3 separate regions of the Mus musculus genome follow, and regions 1 and 3 are each linked to region 2. A link is a contact called in public HiChIP or PLAC-seq data. All regions are on one chromosome and are shown on one strand. Each heading gives the region's core, a stretch centred on a gene start, on an enhancer-like site or on the middle of the called end of the contact. The rest is flanking DNA. Distances are from core to core; before and after follow the strand shown.

Region 1 (3,051 bases), core at 145-2,644, 770 kb after region 2:
TCCATGTGTGCTGTGGTTGGTTTGCATCTGCAGACACACACACACACACACACACACACACACACACAAACACACACACATTAATGATAACTGAAACTGTCTTTTTGTAAAAACAAAACAAAACAAAACAAAACAGAAATTCTCAGTTAATTATGTTACATAACTAAAATATTTATATAATAACTTTAGTCTTTCATCTATATAATGTTATACCTATCTCACTAGAATTTTAGTCTGTAATATCAACTAATTATGATAACTTTTTGCATTCATAAATGCTCATTATTTAATCAAATAAACTCTTCTCTATTTGCTATAATATGTTGAATAACTTCACTGTATCATGTACAAATTTTAAAAATATCATGACTTTGCTTATTATTCAAGTGAAGGTATATTTATAAAAATTTAACTTAATGTAAAGTTAATTTTTGATATATACACAATATATATTATGAAGAAAAGTAAAATAACAGCATGGAACACCTTTAAAATATTTATTTTAGATTTTGAGATTATGATATGATTCCATATTTCATGTCCTTTTTTCTCCTTCAAAACTTTCAATAATACCTCTCCTTGTTTTTTTTCAAACTCATGACCTCTGTATTCACTCATCATTGTTGTGTGTGTGTGTGTATATATATATATATACACACACAATGATGTTGCTATATATGTGTGTGTGTATATATATATATATATATACACATATACATGTGTGTATATATGTATATGTATCTACAATAAGCCTTTATACATAAATACAACCTATCCTGTAAGTTGTCTGTATAAATGATGGATTATTCCAGTACTCATAGTATTTGTTATTAGCTAATTTCTTTTTTTTTTTTTGTAGTAGTAGTAGTAGTATCACATTTGGCCACAAGAGGGCAACCAATGAAAACATTTTAAAATTTAGAAAATCTTCGTGGGTGTTCTCTTAGATTTAGTGAAGGCAGCACTGATACCAAATTTAGCAATGGTTACTGCATCAATCTATAAAGTCATTGTATCTCTTCTAGGCGGCATAAAGAATGTTCCAACTTATTGAAATTTAATGTCTTACTCAAAGAAAGAAAACCTGCAGAGAAAAATGAGCCCTACCCATTCCTGTTGGTTGTGGTGTTGATTGACAGCTAGCAACAGATACGCCCCGTGTATGTCTGAGACTGATGTCCGATTATATGTTTCTAGTTGTGCTGCCTTGGATCAAATAACAATTGGCAGTTCTGTGAGAAGGTTGTTAATAAAGGTTATTTATTAACGATTGTCATGAATTTTGTTCACCCTTTTGTGACCCTTTGTGGAAGGGGGCTTGTAGTATTGCCCTGGTTAGTTCCATGAGGCAAGTAAAAGGGACTGTCTGGCAGAAAGAGAATAAGTCTTGAGGAAGACAAAAGGCCAGAAAGAGGAAAGGAAAACAAAACAAAAGAGTTCTTTGTTGGCTGGGTTGGGAGAACAAAACAGAGTTCCAAGTCAGTAGTGAATGGGGGTGGGGCTGTGGAGTAAACATTTAATAAGACCCCTGGGCTCTCCCATGTCTCCGGATGTTTGATGTTTTTTCCTGAGCTGGATTTTTCTCAACACAGCTTTTCTCTGGAAGACAAAGGAACCAGCACTCTGAGACCGCAGCGCTTTGAGCTCTGTCCCCACCCATATCTTCTAAGTTCCCTCACACTAACAATACCATTACCTACTTTCAAACAAGTCTCATAATAACCAAAGCAAAAAAAAAAAAAACAAAAAAAAAAAACAAAAAACAGGATCCATTATGGATTAAAACATGTTGATAGGAAAGAGGAGACTGATTATGCAGGCGTGTACTGCTGATGCTCATATAATAGACCATAAAATAACCATGTTTTACATCAACGAGGAGAAAAATATTTACAGGATACAGGATAATTTACAATGAATACTTCAAAAACCACTTGCTCCCCCTCCCACCTTAGCACTCACCAAACATTGTATTCCATTGGAAATGCACCTAGCTTTTGCTCTTAGGAAAATGATGGAACAGTGTCCCCTAATTGAATTTTTGAAAGCAGGTGTCCTTCATGATAGGATCGCTGTTAGTCTTGCCAAGAACAGCATGTTCAGTTCCAAATTACACTTTTATTAATTTCATTATTGTTTGAAGTGCTTCCCTGGCAGCCTGACTCAAAGTGTGTGTGTGTGTGTGTGTGTGTGTGTGTGTGTGTGTGTGTGTGTGTGCATGCATGTCTGTCTGTTTGTGTCGCTCTGTCTCTCTCTGTGTGTATGTATACATATATGTGTGTGTGCATGCATGTATATATATGTGTGTATGTTTATATATTTTTTCGTGTATTTGGTGTCTATATATATGTGTGTGTGTGTGTGTGTGTGTGTGTGTGTATCTGTGTGTGTAGTATGTTGTATGTGTTTATATATATGTGTATATTTGTATGTGTATGTGTGCGGGTATATATGTGTGTGTACATATATGTGTTGGGTGTATATGTATGTATGTATATATACATATATATTAAATGTCATGTGTATATGTATGTGTGCATATTATTATACATATATATAATGTCATGTGTATATGTGGTATATATGTGTGTGTATCTGTGTGTGTCTGTGGTGTGCAAGAGAGAGAGAGACTGAGACAGAGACCAAGACACACAGAGGAAAAGATTCTATCTGTTTCTCAACATGTTGATTTTATTACAGGATATAATAATAATCAAAGTTTGACCTTATAAATTTTAATTTGGGTGTGATCATTTTGGATTGAATATTTTATAGGATTATACATACATCTCTAGTTTTATAGAGAATTACTTCAAATTTTGATATATTATAAGCTGACATACTCTACATCAACAGAAAGTTGTCCTTTGATATTGTTTGACTCTCAGATCTGGAAAATACCTTCTTTTTCTATCAGTCGAGAACACTTTCTGTGAGCTTTTACACCTTTTTATTTTTCTTTTTGTCCTTTAACCTGGAATCTTCTGTATTATTTAATGTTTCTGTAATTAAGGACATGCAAAGCAAATTATTACCAACCATTTTGTAAAT
Region 2 (3,210 bases), core at 489-2,988:
AATAAGTCAGCTCAAAAAACAGCTGGGAATTCATAAAACTCAAAAAGTTATCACGTCCAGAGTCTAGTCTCTGAATTGGTACTCAGACTTTTGCACACACACACACACACACACACAGAGGAAACAGGAAAAAAAAACTTTTAGCAAAAGCAAACTGCAGAACATACAATAGGCACCAATGAATCAAGCTATTAGTATATATAAGGTAATAGCCCATCAGGAAGAGACAAAGTTAAACAAAGGTTTGCTCTGCACTTAAAAGTTTTGTTTTCTTGTATTTTCTTCGTTTTTTTTTTCTTTTTGAAAGCCAACAAGAGTCACTTTTTTTCAACAAATATTTTATAGAGTACTTAATGTATGCCAAATAGTTTCCCACACGTTGGAATCCTGGTTAAGGCAAATACGGTTCCTGCTTTCTACAAGTTTATGTACCAGGTTATCAACGCAGAATACTATGGGAGCAAACTGAAAGGGTGTCTAACTTTCCAACAACCAGGAACTATTGCCCAAGAACCAATGTGTCTTAAGTTCTACCATTATAACCCCCCCCCCTCCATGGCCCCTACCTCCGCCCCCGGGGCACTTTGCATTTACAGGCTGCTTCAGTGATTAAGTAAGTTCACTAATGCTGACAACATCTGGAACACCTGGAAGCAAAGCACAAGCAATTCCAGTAGCTGCTACTGTTCCTGTTCCTCTATTTCCAGAATAGAATCTAAGTTGGTAGAATCTAAGTTTCTTGCGGGTATCAAACTCCAGAGCCTAGAAAACACCAGGGTGCATAACTGATATTGAAAATACAGTTTTCTTCTTCTTCTTCTTCTTTTTTTCCCCGAGACTGGGTTTCTCTGTGTAGACCAGGCAGGCCTCGAACTCAGAAATCTGCCTGCCTCCGCTTCCGCCTCCCAAGTGCTGGGAATTAAAGGTGTGTTTTCAAATTAACTAGCGAGCACTCAAAGCTTTCACTATCACCATCCTAATCCACGATACCTTGTGCCGAGTAGGAACTGGCTCTTATTGGTCCCCCAAGTCCACTTCTACTTTGTATTGATCATCACACAGCCTTTAGATGTTTTCAAAACTAAATTGTTGAATCAATAAATGAAGGAACGCCTCTTCCCCGGGTTGACTACTTTAAGTTGTGGAACTTGACCAACACCCAGATTAGAACCCAGAGGGGACCCCGCCCGTCTCCATCCATCCTCGCTATTCAGCTCCCTCCAATTCATCTCCTAGGTAACAGCATCCTTCAAGTCCCTGCCACTTCCGCCGAGTTCCACCAGGGGGCGCGCTGACAGCCCCCGCCCCGCCCGCCCCGCCCGCCCCGCCAGTCACCTGATCCCGTCTCTGCCTCGCGCGGCTCGGCCTCCACCGCCGACTCCCTCAGCGCCGCCAGCACGCTCTCAGGGGGCAGGTCGACCAGCTCCTGCCAGACCGACTTGGTGTAGAAGTCCACCGTGTGCGCGCTGGAAATGGCCAGGGCGCCCCTGAGGAAGCTCAGCAAGCCCTGTAACTTGTCGTGCAGCGTGGGCAGGTCCGGGGTCCTGGGCAGAGGGCAGGCCGCCGCCATGACGCTCATCCTCCGGGGCTGCAGGTGGCGCCAACATGGCCGCGCGACCCCTCTCTTCCCCGCCGGAAGCGGCTCAGGCTGAGGCAGTCGAGCTCCGAGCACGCGCCGGGTTGGGCGATTGATTGCTTCCGCCTCGTGACGTGTTAGGTCGGCGTCCACTGGCGTTCCAGGAACTCCCACCGTGGAAAAAGATGGCGCCTTCGCGGCCGTCTTCCAAGTGGCGGACCGGAGGGTTTGCGGCGCGTGGGGAAGGGATCTCTCAGGTCAGATTCGGAAACCAGAATGGGAAGCGCAGGACTTGGCGGCCGAACCCCCAGCAAGCCTTCCGGGGGAGCGTGCGCAAGGGTAAGGAGGGACAGCCGTGGAGGAGCGCTCGGGCCCGCCGAAGTCGAGGGAGTAGGATGGGATCCGGCTTGAGATCGGGGAAGCCGTTCCTAAGCTCGCCAAGTCCGAGAGCTTCTCAGTCCTTTGACTGAGAACCGGACGGTGCGGTCAGCTTCAGTGATTTAACGCAGATCTCAGGTCTAAGCGAAGACACGGGGCGTCTAGAGGTGCGCTTGGCTAAGAAGCACCCAGACATACTTGCATCTCTACTACAGCAAGTATGTAATATAGATACAATATTACATTAAAATACTCTGCCCCAAAGCTTTGATAACCAAAAGACACCACAGTAGCCCTCCAGTCTCATACTGCTGCCTTCCTTAGATTCGATTCGATGTCTTGTCTTTGAAGGCCTCTCGTTGCATGTCAGATGCTTAAGTGGTTTTTGTTCGATCTAAGAATAATCGACAGGTGTTCAGAAAGTTGTACAGTACCTCCCCCTTTTGTTTTGTGTTGTGTTTTGGAAAATAAGTGATTAGTAAGATCCTCCAAGGGAAAAATACTAGACTACTCTACTTTATTTATTAAGTGTTTACTGAAGACCCAAGTGAGATTGTATGTGGATTAAATAAAATGTAATTTGTGGATATGAGTCTAAATTCAAGGTGAGCAGTAAAGTTTAGTTTACTGTACTTAGAGTTTTTAATGTGATGTCTGACAACTCGCTGTTACCCTTATATTTAGGTAAAGGGCCACCTTGCTCTTCAGTGTACCATTAAATGGTTGCCTAACCTTATCTTTAAAGCAAAGCCAAGTAATTCTCTCATTTGAATATAAAGTAAAAGAAAAAAATATTTAGTTTTCATTTTCTGTTAAAGTAATTGTAACTGAAATCCTTCAATGTTAGGACAAGGTTTTGCATTTCGGAGAAAACTGAAGATCCAGCAAAATTACAAGAAATTGCTGTGGAAGGTGAAGGAGGCACCAGCGTCACAGGAGTCCCAGTTCACAGATCGTTACCCAGAGCACCTGAAACACCTCTATCTGGCCGAAGAGGAAAGACTCAGAAAACAGCAAAGAAAGGCTGGCCTGGCTTTGTCAGAAGAACAGGTTGACCGGCCTTTGCCTGAAGAGGAGGGCAGCACTGAGCAGACTTCCTCTGAAGAACCGCCAGGTGGTCACCAGCCACAGCCAGAAGAGCTGAACACAGGAAGGTAAGCACCTCCGTCTTCAGAAATTCCTCACTTTAAATGTAAAGAATGTTTTACTGACGACACAGGGAAAAATTTGTAAGAATCAGGATTTTTCTTAGCACT
Region 3 (3,171 bases), core at 473-2,972, 670 kb after region 2:
AACTCATGTTGTGTTGTGCCTCAGCACGATTCTGTATATGTCTGAAATAGGAATATTTTAGTAAATTAAGGTAATTTTATGCTAGGATTTGTAAAAATAACATAGTTCAATTGCTAGTGAAAATTGATAACCCTAATGCAAAATGGCTTTTTTCCTTCATGTTGTATGTGTATGTCTATTACAATTATGTTAAATGTCAAATCTAATTCTATTCTCTTTTAAGATATATGATTAGATTTGTTTCATATACAAATTTAATTTATCTAGATAAATATATTATGCTGAAATGTTTTAACTCCCATAATTACATTCATCTTAATCTTACATGACATTACAAGGCGAACATTATAGAAAAGGATGTGCAACACTGACGTGAAATTTAGTTTTCTGTTTCAGGAAAACACTGCTAAGGGGCAATCATGAGAGGGGAAGATATTAAAGTCAAATAATAGGGAGGAAGAATTAGAAAACAAAGCTCATGCTGGGGACAGAAGTGGGATTAGGTTAAAATACAAGTTGTTTACAGTAATTCTGGAAACTTAGAACATTCCGTTTCAAGAAAAGAAGTGAGCTGTAGCTTTGCATTAGAGCGCAGGACACTGAGTGTGATTTCTTAACAACAGCAGATCTGAGGCTTGTCATAAATATTTTTATGTGTCCAATACTAATGTATATTATTTCTTTCAAGTTGATAAGATACAATGTGTCCATGTTCAGTGTGTTGTTTTCATAGATAGTGCTCCCTTCTACATTCTTAAAATGATAAAACAAAAAAAAAAATACCCACTGAATTTAGCAGAAACAATAATTTCCTGGCCATACTCATCTTGGCAATGGTTGACCATTATATGTAAAGAAAATCTGGCTTACACACTTGAAAATATTATCACGTTATGTTTCTCCCAGGTGCTGAAATTCCAGCTAGAATAAATGCTAAGCTAGGGGCAGCCTGTGAGCATAATTGCGGTACACAGCAGCAACTTCTGCTCTTCTCACAGCTTCAGCGTTGATGGGATGACATTAAGACTCAGGACTTAAACAAATGAAATATAATGTGTAGAAACTGTTCAAACATTTAACAGACTTTTCTCCAAATGTATTGAGTGGGAAGTCACTTTGCACACATTTAAAACTCTCCTTGCCTTTTAGTTTCAGTGAGATTTCCCACTATAAAAATGCTCTAAAAATCTGAAGTTAGACCAGATGTCTTTTAAGAGCCCTTCTGGTTCTAAAATTATGATGCAGCGATCTTGTAGAACATGGTGATTTCGTTTTACTGGCACAACAGCTGAGCGGTCTACACTGCCAGGCAACCCTCAGAGAGCTTCTCACCACCCCTTTCATCTTCAGCCTCAGTTACCACCTCTTTGTCCATCTGTGTAACATTCCTAGGCCAGGTCTGTCTTGCTTTCAAGGTTTTTCTTTCAGATAACTGCACACCCTGGGTTTAATTTCCTCCCATCTCTTCAAATTTCTCACGCAGTACCACACTATGACAATTCACCAGTATTCTATTTTCTGCATCTGTGTGATGGTTTAGGCAGAAGCTAGTAAGCTGATATCTAAATAAATCTGGAGCTGCTTTGAGTCACTCATGATATGATATTTTCCTCACATTTTAAAAAGATTGTGAAAGATGAAAACACCAGCACTGTCTCGGGATACATGAAAATTGTATGGAGCACAGACTCATACAGTAGTGTCAGGACTCGGCTCTGCTCATCCACTTATGCATTCTCTCTGGCTGCTACTCATGCAGAGCTGAGTCATTGCAACAGAGACCATGTGGCCCACATTGCCTAAAATAATTATCTGGGTCACCACAGAAAACCTTTTCTGATTCCATATTGAGACTTTCATTCTGTCCCAGTGCCCCTTGGCTTCTTAAAATACTGTCTCTTCCAATGAGGAAGATTCTTAACTGAAATAAGGCTCTGTTCCCTTGTATGTTACCAACCTGTTCTCTTCAGGATGTTCAGAGTAAACCTCATTCTTTCATAGGCAAACTTTCATTATCTCTGTCCTGGTTGTCAGCACATAATTAATTGTCCATCTGGCAAAGTTTCTTACTTAAGCCAAGCCTTCTCAATCTTAAGAACATTTGCTATCTGACCTCTGGGTATATTACTTGTAGAAATCTGAAACCCAGAAGCAATGTCAAAATGTGGAAAACATCAAAACAGAAAAAGCCCTCATATATTAATTGCTAGATAGTACACAGTTTTAATCCCTGTGTACTACAAGCTACCTGGGGGCAAAGACAGAGAGATTGCTACGTTCGAGCCAGCCTGGGCTATAAAGAAAATTTCAGGATCAGAATTTGCCCAAAAGTCAAAACAAATAAACAAACAAACAAAAAAGTGCCTTTAGGACAACTTTCTTCTGATACATCTTCATTACTTTCAGATATTAATTATACAATAACTTATTCAGAACAGTATTTATAGAAAGACTTCTAATATTTTTTAAAAGAGGGATATTTTTTGTTTGTTTCTTCAAAAGAAATGGAAAGAATATTCTCTCTCTCTCTCTCTCTCTCTCTCTCTCTCTCTCTCTGTGTGTGTGGTGTGTGTGTGTGTGTGTGTGTGTGTGTGTGTGTGTGTGTTTGTGTATGTTTTCCAATTAAGACATAGTTTAACATTTGTTGAATAAATTTTAGTTTAGAAATGTAATTTCAAGAATCTAGAGAGATAGTTTAGCCTTGGTCATATGTGAAGTGTCTAAAAATCTCAGTAAGGCAGTTTATATCTATAGTTCTAGCACTTGGGAGATAAAGACAAGCACATCTTTGGATTTCTTAGTCTGCTGAAGGAAATCAGTTAACTCCAGATCAATAAGAGACCCTCTCTAATGAAATAAGATGGGCAGGAATACAGAAAGATATCCAATGTCTTGCAATGATCTGGATACCAACAGACCCGCACATATATGCACACACACACACACACACGCACACACACACACACTCAGGCACGTACACTCCTCTCCTCTCCTCTACTCCACTCCACTCCATATAAAAAAAGTAGAAATTCGGTCATGAATAGTTTATACTTGATATTAAATGTGACTTTTAAAAGGAAGGGGTACAGCTCCCAGTGCCATCCCTCCCTTTCACACTGAGATACCAACTATTGATAGAATCTGGGATGGGAAGAAATTATCGTCTTTGAG

The links. HiChIP or PLAC-seq counts read pairs in DNA pulled down with a chosen protein or histone mark.
Region 1: a contact with region 2 is called in an H3K4me3 HiChIP or PLAC-seq map of forebrain, with 9 times the contacts expected there. The contact joins the enhancer-like site here to the promoter of Ccdc59 in region 2. A contact is called at or near these places in 12 of 39 promoter capture datasets (the 3T3-L1 cell line, 3T3-L1-derived adipocytes, the C10 cell line and 6 more), 12 of 115 datasets of contacts at active chromatin or transcription factors (acute myeloid leukemia, differentiating embryonic stem cells, embryonic basal ganglia and 9 more) and 1 of 9 other capture datasets (pancreatic islet).
Region 3: a contact with region 2 is called in an H3K4me3 HiChIP or PLAC-seq map of the SCID.adh cell line, with 4 times the contacts expected there. The contact joins the enhancer-like site here to the promoter of Ccdc59 in region 2. A contact is called at or near these places in 4 of 39 promoter capture datasets (3T3-L1-derived adipocytes, cranial neural crest, frontonasal cranial neural crest and 1 more) and 6 of 115 datasets of contacts at active chromatin or transcription factors (the SCID.adh cell line, acute myeloid leukemia, embryonic midbrain and 3 more).

Annotation. Positions count from the first base shown.
Region 1 is chr10:106,608,352-106,611,402 of GRCm38.p6, forward strand. All of the region lies in intron 3 of Ppfia2 (protein tyrosine phosphatase, receptor type, f polypeptide (PTPRF), interacting protein (liprin), alpha 2), which reads left to right. Among named protein-coding and RNA genes, the nearest start is that of 4930532I03Rik, 7.4 kb to the left of the region's middle. Within about 2 kb of position 1,395, at least 40 of the 459 cell types and tissues checked have an H3K27ac peak or open chromatin away from gene starts, as enhancers often do. A contact at or near this core is called in embryonic forebrain, forebrain, neural tube and 1 more, where this site is marked.
Region 2 is chr10:105,839,741-105,842,950 of GRCm38.p6, forward strand. It overlaps Ccdc59 (coiled-coil domain containing 59), which reads left to right and starts at 1,739. Exons shown (of 4, transcript NM_025602.3): 1 at 1,739-1,915; 2 at 2,802-3,108. The coding sequence starts at 1,762. It overlaps Mettl25 (methyltransferase like 25), which reads right to left and starts at 1,640. Exons shown (of 12, transcript NM_207522.2): 1 at 1,336-1,640. The coding sequence starts at 1,579.
Region 3 is chr10:106,508,244-106,511,414 of GRCm38.p6, forward strand. All of the region lies in intron 2 of Ppfia2 (protein tyrosine phosphatase, receptor type, f polypeptide (PTPRF), interacting protein (liprin), alpha 2), which reads left to right. Among named protein-coding and RNA genes, the nearest start is that of Ppfia2, 40 kb to the left of the region's middle. Within about 2 kb of position 1,723, at least 22 of the 459 cell types and tissues checked have an H3K27ac peak or open chromatin away from gene starts, as enhancers often do. A contact at or near this core is called in the SCID.adh cell line and hippocampal neurons, where this site is marked.